2 separate regions of the Mus musculus genome follow, and region 2 is linked to region 1. The links are chromatin contacts, called in public Hi-C maps. All regions are on one chromosome and are shown on one strand. The core of a region is the stretch at or near the end of the contact, and the rest is flanking DNA. Distances in the headings are between cores, read along the strand shown.

The links. A called contact is a pair of places that touch in the nucleus more often than the background predicts.
Region 2: a Hi-C map of the G1E-ER4 cell line shows a contact between it and region 1, with 5 times the contacts expected there.

What each region holds. Positions count from the first base shown.
Region 1 is chr19:35,168,260-35,173,958 of GRCm38.p6, reverse strand. No RefSeq gene overlaps it. Among named protein-coding and RNA genes, the nearest start is that of Gm31568, 19 kb to the right of the region's middle.
Region 2 is chr19:36,003,299-36,008,874 of GRCm38.p6, reverse strand. The region is part of intron 1 of Htr7 (5-hydroxytryptamine (serotonin) receptor 7); the gene reads left to right. Among named protein-coding and RNA genes, the nearest start is that of Htr7, 51 kb to the left of the region's middle.

The sequences.
Region 1 (5,699 bases), core at 1,984-4,483:
TAGATTGGAACTTGAGAAATGCCGGGCCACCACCTGGGTATACTGATCATGAGCTTAAGCTGATTAAAGGGTGTCCTACGATTTAGACAAAAGTGGACACTGGAAGACATTGGAGGGGAAAAAGCCATCGGACCAGAACCGCTTACACAAATGCACAGATATACCCACCTTTGTAGTGAGAAATTAGAACAGGCAATCAAGGGGATGGGTGTGGTTATTTTGAATCTAGGAAAACTAGCAGACATGATAGCTAGAAATTGTGAAGCTTGTCAGGAGGTAAACACCTATCCCACTACAACACCATCAGGAAAAGGTTAGGGGGGTAATTGTTGTGAAATAATTTGGGAAGTTGAATTTCCTGAAGTCAGACCAGGAAAATATAGATATAAGTACTGCCTAGTCTTTGTAGATACTTTTTCTGGGTGGGTAGAAACTTACCCCACCAAGAGAGAAACCGAACAGGTGGTCATGAAGAAGATACTAGAGAAGATATTTCCTCAATTTGGTATGCCTAAAACCATCGGCTCAGATAATGGGCCAGCCCTTGTTTCTTAGACAAGCTAGGGAGTGGGTAAATTTCTGGGCACAGATTGGAAACTCCATTGTGCATAACGCCCCCAAAGTTCAGGGCAGGTAGAAAGGATAAATCGGACCCTGAAGGAGGCCTTAACCAAATTGTCCTTAGAGACTGGCGCAGACTGGGTGGTGCTCCTTCCCATGGCATTGTTTAGGGCCAGAAACACCTCCTATCATTTCAGTCTAACTCCCTTTGAGATCCTGTATGGAACGCCCCCAGTCCCTTGACCCCAGCTCTTGACCCATCCCTCAGAGTGACTTTTCAGGCTGACAAGGATCTTATAGCTTGATTGAAAGCTTTCAGGATCAGTCACCAGAAATTGTGTCCTAAACTTAGTTCCCTGTATAATGCAGGTAGCCCAAAGATTCCACAGGAGTACCAAGTTAGAGACTGGGTATATGTTAAGAGGCATCGTGCTGAAAACTTGTAAGCAATGTGGAAAGGGCCATTCCTGGTGTTGTTGACCACCCTGACCATCTTTAAAGTTGATGGGATAATTGCCTGGGTTCACATAACTCATGTCAGACCAGCACCTGCACCTGACGCTAACTGGATAGCAACCAGACACCAGAGCAACCCCCTCAAGCTCAAGATCACCCAACCTTCTACAAGTCCAGAGAAACCATGAGATGGCTATGCTGTGTCTTTCTCCCAACACTGAGCCTCAGCACCCTCCACAACCCTACCAAAGTGACTTGGCAAATACTCTCGGCCATTGGGGATGTAGCCTGGTCCACTACAGAGGAACACCTGCCTTATTCCTGGTGGTCTGACCCTGTCTCTGATCTCTGTAAGTTATCTGTGAGATGTCTCTACCCCAGAGAAACAGGAGGAAGGATTACTTGAATGTGGGGGACGAGGGATTTGTGAATCTAAACCGTGTCCCAGAAGCACCCATGGAGGGTGAGGCTTAGGGTATGGACACCCGAAGTTGAGGAGTATCCTACAAGAAACCCCCTTATATGTGTGTGCCCACTCCCGAGATTGGAGAAGCCAGCAGCAGGCCCATCAGTGTGGAGGGGGAACCAATTTTTCTGTTCTACCTGGGGGTGTAAAACATCATGGAGCACATACTGGAGACCATTCCGGGTAGTTAAGGATTCAATTGTCTCAGTGAGAGAAGGGCTAGCCAAGTGGAAGAGAGAAAGAAAACAGTCAGGACTGGTTCGAGTCTTGGTTTAACTCCTCCCCTTGGTTAACCACCCTCATATCGACCGTGTTAGGAACTCAATTGTTTTCCTGCTATTGTTGACTTTTGGACCCTGCATATTGAACAAGCTTATAGCTTTCATAAAAGAGAAAATAGGAGCAGTACAACTGATGGTCCTGCACCAACAATATGAGACCCTGAGGACAGGACCTGAAGAATATGAGTTAGTTACCCAAGAGCCCTGAACATAGCTCCAGGATTGGAGCTTGTACAAGAAAAAGTGGGGAATAAGGGACCCTAAGGGCTTTTCCAGTCCCACACCCTCCTTACAGCTTCCTCCTCCTGCCTGGGGTCAAGGGTAGGCTAATTTCCATTCTCCACCCACAGGAACATTCTTGAGTAAGAAGATTCTCATAAAAACTTCAGAATGTACTAACTGATAGTCACCTGGTCCTCTGGAAAGTCCCAGGTAGAGTTCAAATGCATGCCATGCTTGCTAGCCAATAGATTTAAAGGTCAATATACTTAGCCAATAAGTTTGAACTGTAACCTTACTGATGTAACCTATATCCCTAAAATGTATAAAAACTGCTTGTAACAACCATTGGGGGAAGGGAGTCACCTTCTAGTCACTTGCTTTGAGAGACTAATTGAAGGTCGACTCTGACACCCCAGAAAATAAACCTCTTGCTTTTGCATCGGGAAAAAAAAAAGAAAAAAGAAAAATAATCTAGGCACAGAGAAGTGCCTGTTAAGAAGATGCCAACTCAGAGTGGTTGGATCACAGTGAGAAAGGTGTGTGAGGGGCATGAAGAAACTGCAAGGGAAGGTGGGAAAACATGAAAAGAGGGCTTCACCTTGCAATGCTTTGATAACGTGTTTCAGCTCAACCCTCTTCACTAAGGACCTTTAGGGAAACTGGGGAGGTGGGAGGGAGAGACTGGCTTTTGGTTTCTTGTTTTTCCTTAACCTTAAAAAGCATTTGTGAACTACCAAGTCCATGATTGCTTGGTGTTTTCTAGACAGAAGGAAGTTCAGAGGTGAACTGGAGACCTGACAACATTTTTTTTCTATCAAAACACTTTCTGATTCAAGAGAAACAGCTAAAAGCCTATAATATCCAAGCAAAATCTTGTGGTGGCCCAGCGGCAGCAATACCAGAGTTATAGGGCAAAAAACCGCTTCTACTCCAAGTATCCCAATAAGCTTGTCTCTGCCATCCCTGTGCATCAATTAGGAAAAAATAATAGCAAAAGTCTAAAAAAAAAATAGATTCCATTAAATACGATCATTTTGAGAAGTACAGATAAAAGGGTACACTGACACCAACTCACCTTCAGGACACTGACATAATCCTTAAAGTTAAGTAGAGTAGGGAGAAGATGTGTGCACAATTAAGTAGTTTTAGTCAAAGTGTTATGTGGTTGGTTATTATCTCAGTGTGGCTTCTGCCAGGTGGTTGGTTGTTATCACTGTCATCATTGAGGGGGCCAGCTGGTTCCTAGAAGATGAACACACTGTCTCAAAGGTACAGCCTTGTCACTGCAGTTAATTGCCCTAATTTGAGGAGGAAGCTGTGATGTGTCTGTCCTTTGTCTTTCCGTTGCTTTGAGACAGTTTTAATCCCTGAGCATAAAAATGTTTGTCAATCAGTCCAGCTTTTTGTTTGTCTTAACCTCTTTTCCTTGTAGTACTGAGGAGCAAACCTAGGTTGGCACATGCAAGTGATCTAAGAGGAAAAAGGTGAAAGAAGCAAATGATTTGAAAAACCTAAGTCCAAAAGGGCAGGTTGAACAATTTGTAAACTGAACAGACATTTGTAAAGTCTCCTAGGCTGAAGTTGGAGCTGAAAATCCATCAAGAAGCTGAAATGTTATTCAGGATTACACGCTTTTCTTTTAAACTCCCAAGACTCCAGTCAAAGAGTTAAAGAAGTCGGGGAATTAAGGAAAAGTAAAAAGGAGTCAAACCTCAAAATGCTTGAAACTCAACTCTAGACAGTTTAAGCGCTCCCGAATGAAGGTTACTATATCCACCACATCTACCCACCAAGTAAAACTGAGACATGAGCTTCCAAGACTTACATGCTTCTACCAATTTTATATAAAGAATATTCAAGAGAGAGAGAGCCCAACATGAAATATTGAACTGAAAACAAGACAACAAAATATAAATCTATATATCATCCAGAAAATGGAGTTCTCTGACATAGTAATTTGTTTATAGTGTATAAAGATATTAAAGATAAGGGGATGCATGGTAAGAGAACCATAGAAATTATAATTCAAATTAAAAACTTTAGGATAGTACATAGACTAATTAATAACGGGCCTTGAGAAGTCGGTATATAGGTTTAACAGAATATTGGGCTGTGTAATTGAGGGGGAAAAATGAGATCCAAGATAAGTAAATACTCAGATGAAAGAAAAGTAAAGTTTAAATGTGACACTAAAGGCATTTCAAAAATGTCATATAGGAGCTTACAATGAAACATTCCTAAAATATATCCATACACATATGTAAAAACTGTTTAAATAGAGTTACACTATAATGAGGCAACGATGTCCTTACAAGATACTGCAGGTCAGAAAAAAAGAAGCTCAGTGTCATGAAGGGGTCACCTAGTTTGCCATTGTGGCCAGCAAGGTTCCACAGATCCCCAGACATTTCAGGTTATTACCAGTGCTCTTGGTTACCCTGCAGAACTTAATGGTTAGACCTTCTCATTGAGTAGATGACATACTTGAGTCCTAGAACTCGGTGTAATCAAACTGGTACTTACCTGGAAGCTTCATTCCCTGGTTAGCTATTATGGTGCTGGAAGATGCTGTGCTTGTTATCAGGAGAGAAAGCAATTATCAATCTTACAAAGATGTGGTCTCCAATAACAACTGGCCTGGCAGGACATGCTTGCTGATATACTAGTATCAGTGGAGTAACTAACAACTTCATGATTGGATATATGCCCACTCCACAAATTGAAGCATTATTGAGGCCAAGAACCTGTGAATAGATATAAATCATAGGCCCTAGAGGAGAACCTACTACTGTTATTTTGTTAAGTGGGCATAATTTTAAACCAGCTCCTAATGATGTATTATTGCACTCTTCTTAGTTTAATCTCTTGGTGCTAAAGAGGTGGCTCCATGGTTAAAAGCACTACCTGCTCTTCAGGAAAATCTGGGTTCAATTCCCAACACCTATGTGGCAGTTCACAATTGTCTGTAACTCCAATCTCAAGGGATCTGATGCCCTCTTCTGACCCCCAACAACACACATAAGGCACACAAACATACGTGCAGAACAAACACCGAAACACACAAAAGTAAATAAACTCAACTTAAAGGTCTGTTAGTTCATCTCTCAACCCTCATCAGAGATGCTTCCGTTTGTAGTAGATGGCAGTTAACAGAGACTCACTAGTCAAGGTGCAAAGAGTAAGAGACTAGAGTATGTTCAGTCACAAACAGGACATATATTTCACACTGTCTACTTCCAAGATCCAGTGATCATTGTGGAAGAGAGTGCAGAAAGATTGCAAAAGCCAGAATGGTGGGTGACTACCAGAAAACAGTGTTTTCTGTATGCAGCAGAGCAGCTGCCTTATGAATGCATATCAACTGTAGCAGCATACACAAGTCATGCACAAGTTCAAGCCAGACAAAGTCTTGGTATGGAAATGCAAGGTAAGCAGTAAGTCTGAGATCCCTCATAGAGGCAAAGGGGAGGGAGGAGAGGGTAATGTAATGGGAGGTTGTAGAAGAGTAACAGGAAGGGGGATATCATTTGAAATGTAGATGAATAAAATTACATATATATACATATATGTGTGTGTGTGTGTATGTGTGTGTGTGTGTGTGTGTGTGTGTGTGTGTGTGTGTGTGTGTGTAGATACTGACCATCGATAGCTGCCTGAAGAGTGAGAATCATCCTTTTCAAATGTGTGGTCCATGGTAGATTGACCACATTCCA
Region 2 (5,576 bases), core at 1,130-3,629, 840 kb before region 1:
GCTACATGTACATTTTTGTACTGTATACATACCTGGAGTCCAAGGGAGCCAGAAGAGGGAGTTGATCCTCTGGAACCTGGAGATACTGATGGCTGTGAGCTGCCACATGTTTGCTGGGAACTGAATCTGGGCCCTCTGGTATGTTCTTTTAACCAGTGAGCTGTTTTTCCAGCCCTATTCATGCTTTACAATGTCAAGAAGTAGTTTTCCTCCCTGTGAGAGAAGGGCAGGAGGAGAGGCTAGGGTAAGAGACTCCCTAGGGTAAATGCAGTTGTATTCTTGTTTTGGAGATGGGTGGGTCATTTATGCTGTTTGTTTCATTAATTTTAAATATAGAACAGCTAAAAGTATGTAAGCAAAAGGGGCCACACGTAGACCTGTGTTGAGAGTGCTTTAAATCAAGAATTAAGATTAGTCTCTTTTTGTGTCACTGAAGAAAAAATAAGCCCGCTCCCCCCCAAAAGACAAGGAACAAAAAATCAAATCAAATCAAAACCAAAGCCCCAACTTTTTTCTTTGTCTTCTCAGTCAGACACCAGTGCCTCCAGAACCAGAGGCTTGGTGTTGTCTTGTTTTAATTCTCCACCATGTCTTGTATTTTACTAGAAGCCAAGACATTCGAAATTTTGAATAATAGAATTATGATTATGTTCCAGCCACTTTCATGAGTGAGTGGGATGGATCCACGCAAAGAGAATTTTGTTTCTCATTCTCTTTAATCTCATTCTTTCAACAGTTTCCTAATCTTTCTGGGAGACAGAGACTTCTAAAAATGAGAAATTTGAGCTGCACGACTTCTCTTTTCAAAATTCTTTAGCGTCATGTGTCTTTTTATGTTATGCCAAAAACAGATTTGGAGATTTCCCAGGTAAGCACCGAATATCTACAGGAAACAGCTGCGACTGAATAATTCAGACTCAAGGACTCAAAACTCCCGATAATGGAATTTATTTCATGTTTGGGAGGTACTTCTAAGAAAGACCAGGAGATGGGCTATTATTGAACTTCTGCTTTCCAGAAATCTTGAAGAAATGAAAAAAATTAAAAGGAGCCAGCTATTGTGATGTACACCTGTAATTCCAGCACTTGAGGGTTAGAGGCAGGCAAATCTCTGAGTTTGAGGACAGCCTGGTCTGGAGAGAGTTCCAGGACAGCCAGAGCTGTGCAGAGAAACCCTGTCTCAAAACACCCTAAAAAAGAAAAAAGATAAAGGAAAAAAGAAAAAAATATTAACCAACCAACCAACCAACCAACCAACCAACCAATTAACTACCAAAACCAAAAAAGCTGAAAGGCAGAATGAAGAGTCAATTTGAAAAAAAAAAAACAAAAACATGGCTCCTTGGGTTCATTAGACATAGGTTGATAGGATCAAAATATAATGTGTGTTAGGATTTAGCAGCAGAGTCCCTTGGTGGATTGGAGCAGGGCAGTGGTGGCACACACCTTTAATTCTAGCACTTGGGGGGCAGAGGCAGGTGGATTTCTGAGTTCGAGGCCAGCCTGATCTACAGAGTGAGTTCTAGGACAGCCAGGGCTACACAGAGAAACCCTCTCTCAAAAAAACAAACAAACAAACAAACAAACAAACAAACAAATCCTTGGTGGCTTGGAGCAAAGGAATGCTGGGGCAGAAATCACACCATACAACAGGTCTCACTGAAGATTTTGTTTTTTGTTTTTGTTTCATTTCATTTTATTTTATTTTTTACAAAGGCTGCCCCTGAGCAAGGTGGTAGGGAAAAGAGGGCAGGAAGAGAGGGCACTTGGTTTTTATACAGAGATACAGCGCATGCACATAGGGAGAGTGCGTTGTATTTTGCCTGCTGCTGCTGACTTGCTGTTGTTGCTGGGTTACAGAAGGTGGGCTTAGGGGTGGGGTTTCCAACAGTGTGCAACTTTGCTTTAAGTAAAGACTTGAGGGCTATTCTTTGTTCGTTTGTTAGTTTGTTTTTTGCTTTGTTTTTCTAGGCTAGCTTTAAATCTTCTTGTACTTTTGTCTTCATTTAGGATCTTTAAGATGGGCAACACACTTGTAGTTATTAAGAGAGGCAAGATGGAAGTATTTTATTACTTAATTATTACTTACAGGCCAATAAGAACATATGGATACCTGTAAGACACACATGAGGGCTAGGGAGTAGAGAGAGAGAAAAATGGGGACCTGTGAGCCAATGCCTTTAATGGATTCAGAACACATTATCCAAACAAGTTTTTCTGCAGGAAATTTTTGTCAGTGGATAGAAAGGAAACTTCAAGAACTCCTTCTGTGATGGAGACTTGTTTCTATAGTGACTTTGTGCAGGCTGTGCAGCATGTGGAAGTGAACAAGGTCTGTCAAGCAGATTGTAACTGCCACACAGGGAAGTGGCTACTGAGAGGCACTTCTATGAGGCAGATAACCGGATTGACCACAATGAGGAACTAGGAACGTAGCCAAGCGTCACTCGCTTCTGTTATGAGAAAGTTCGACGTATGTTTTAAGTGGTTGATGGTGCAATATAAAATTATAAGAATTCTCCATAATAGTTCCTTTTCCTTTCAGTACACATGAATCAAAGCATTCCCACACATCTGGACCACCTATCTGTCCTGAGCATCCTCTGATTCATCTCTGGATCTTTCTTTGGTATTTTTTCATTTCTCCTTTCCTCTGAATTCTGTTCAATGTGGCCCCTAAACACTAAGCTATCCACATAACTTGCCTTTAACATCCAGGTTAGAATCTGTCACCCCCAAATCTATCTCCTTTTAACTACTTTGTGCAGTATGCCTGTGCATGTGTGTTGTATATGTGTGTGAGTTATATGTATGTGTGTTATGTTATTATATGTGTGTTATATGTACGTGTTATGTGTGTGTGTTTACATGTATTACAGGTGCTCACGAAATAGAAGGGCTTGGTATAAAACTTTCTGAGCCTCCCTCCAAGCCTGTTTTAAATGCAGTGTCAGATAAGAAAGTTTAAAATGTAAATGCATAAAATGATTAAGGGAATTATAATGTTAGTATATATTTATTAGTTTAAATTTGTGATGTTTCATTCTTATAATAATTCAGGGAAGTAGCAAGCTAGTTTAATAAACTTCAGAGGCAACCTGTGTGTAAGACATTTGCAGACACATTCAATTAAGTGTCTAACTTGGTTTTTTCCTTCTCCTCCTCTTCCTCCTCTTCCTCTCCCTTTTTCTTCCCCACTCCTGCTTTTTCCTTCTTTGCCTGACATTAAGAAAGCCACACAGATGAAAATGGCAGCCTTTTAAGAACTGTTTACTTAATTTAGCTGTTACAGTATTTTTAATAGCTTGTTCCATAACTGATACAGTAGCTTAAAGAGTAGGAAATCCTTGCTTAAAATTTAAGTCACGGCAAGTAAGAGTGCAATGTGGTTAGTGACCATTAAGTGCTCAGCTGAAGGAGTCAATTAATGGCTTCCTTGGCCAGTTTAATTTGCCACCATTTGGCAGAAAATATCGTGGGGATGTATCTTGTCCCTTAATTGAGAGAACCACAAATGTCACAGGATTGAATTTGGTTGCACAATTTTAAGTAGACATGTGTTCATGTGTAGGTCTGAGTTTTGTAAAAATGGAAAAAAAAAAAACAAAGCAAGAGCTGTGGTTTTCCTAATCAGTGTTAGCTTGTAAGAGGTCCAATATGTTCCTAGTGCAGCTTGATGGTCAAGGGTCACAGAGCAAAAGCACAGTAGACACAACAGCCAGAGTCACTCGGGACCTTGTGCCAAGAGATGAGAGTGAAGGAAAGAGAGTGTGGCTGCCTTTTAACCCACTTTAGCAAAGGAGTGACACAGCTTAACAATGAAATGGGAATCCAGTGACTGCAGAGGCCTGGTAGCAGCTTAAATACGGTCCTCTGGCATGATGGAGGCTGGTCTGGGAAAGCTCCACCCTGTCTAATGCCTTTCCTTTTCAAGGTGTGAACAGTGACCATATGGTGGGTAAGACTCTAGAATACGATCAAAGTGTGTGTATGAAGTCCTTAGTCTTTAAAAGTCAATGGATGAGTAAGTTAGAAAAGAAGAAGAGCGATTGTAAACTCCACCAAATGAGATTTTCCTGTGTGCCGAACACAGAAGCATTCATAACAAAACCAGGATTTAAATATTGTCCTTCCTATATTATGGAAGAAAATAGAGGCATTGGGAGATTATGTTTATGTTCAGGGTTGTTCAACTTATATGTTCATCAGAGCCTGGATTTGAGTATATGTGTGTTTATGTGTGTGTATGTGTGTGTTTATATGTATGGGTATATATGTGTTTATATGTGTATGTGTATATGTGTGTATGTATGTATGTATGTATGTATGTATGTATGTATGTGTATATCTGTGTGTGTGTGTATGTATGTATGTATGTGTAAAGGACAGAAGACAACCTTGAATATCCTTTCTTAGGTGCCACTTACCTTACCTTTTCTATTTAAAAATTTTCAATTTTTTTCCCCCTTCTACCAACTCCTTCCAAATTCTATTCAACTACCTACCCATCTAACTTCATGTTTTCTCTTTCTCAAAACAGAAACAACAAAACAAACAAATGAAACAAATGTAAAAACAAACAACCAAATAATAACACCCCCCCCCCAGCCCAAACAACAGAAAACACCCACAACACAACAAAATAAAACATGGAGTTCGTTTGCAGTGTCCAACTGCTCCTGGACATGGGGCCCACCTGGAGTATGGTCGATGTACAGTGATACTTCGTTGTTGAAAGTGATTTTGCCCTTTGCCAGCAGGTATAAATTGCAAATAGCTTCTTGGTTAGGGGTGGAACCTTGTCCACTTTCCCCTCCTTAGGACTGAGTGTTGCAGAGTCTCTCGCTTTCTGCATGTTGTCCAGTTGTGAGTCTCTGTGTGTGCTTTTTTTTTTTTTTTTTTTTTGGTTTTTTGAGACAGGGTTTCTCTAGAAGGGGTTTCTGTGATGAGGGATGAGCAACATACTGATTTGAGGCCCAGCTTAGTGTATCACGGAAGGGAGGGGAGGGGAAGGGGGGGAGGTTAGGTTAGTTAGGTTCCTGGTAGAGAGTGATTCTCCAGGTCAGCATGAGTCACAGAAGAATGGAAATGGACTAGAAAGCAAATCTGAAATGGCAAGGGGAAGAACTCACTCTTTTCTTTTTTGAGGCAGGGATTTCCACTGCCCTGCAGTTTATCCAGTTGCTCTCCAGTAAGTCCATCTTGTCTCCACTTTCCCTGTGCTGGGATTCCCCTAGGCTGCCATGCCTGGCTTTCAACTTTTTTTAAAATATGGCTTCTGGAGACTGAATTCCGGTTCTCGTGTTTGTTAGAAAGCATTTTACTAACCGAATTAATTCTCCGGTCCCATTTCTGGCCTTTTAGTCTCCCAGACCCAAATTTTGAACCCCTAGACTATACCAACGAAATGCATTTTGCGCTACGGTCCTATTTATTTTTAGTTTAGCTGTAACTGATTTTAGGCAATCATGCCAGGCTGCTCTTTCTGTTTCGATTCTCATTTCCATGGAAATGTGATGATTCTTAATCGTCTCTTAACCTTCAGCAGTACATTTGCCATCAGGAACGGAAGAAAC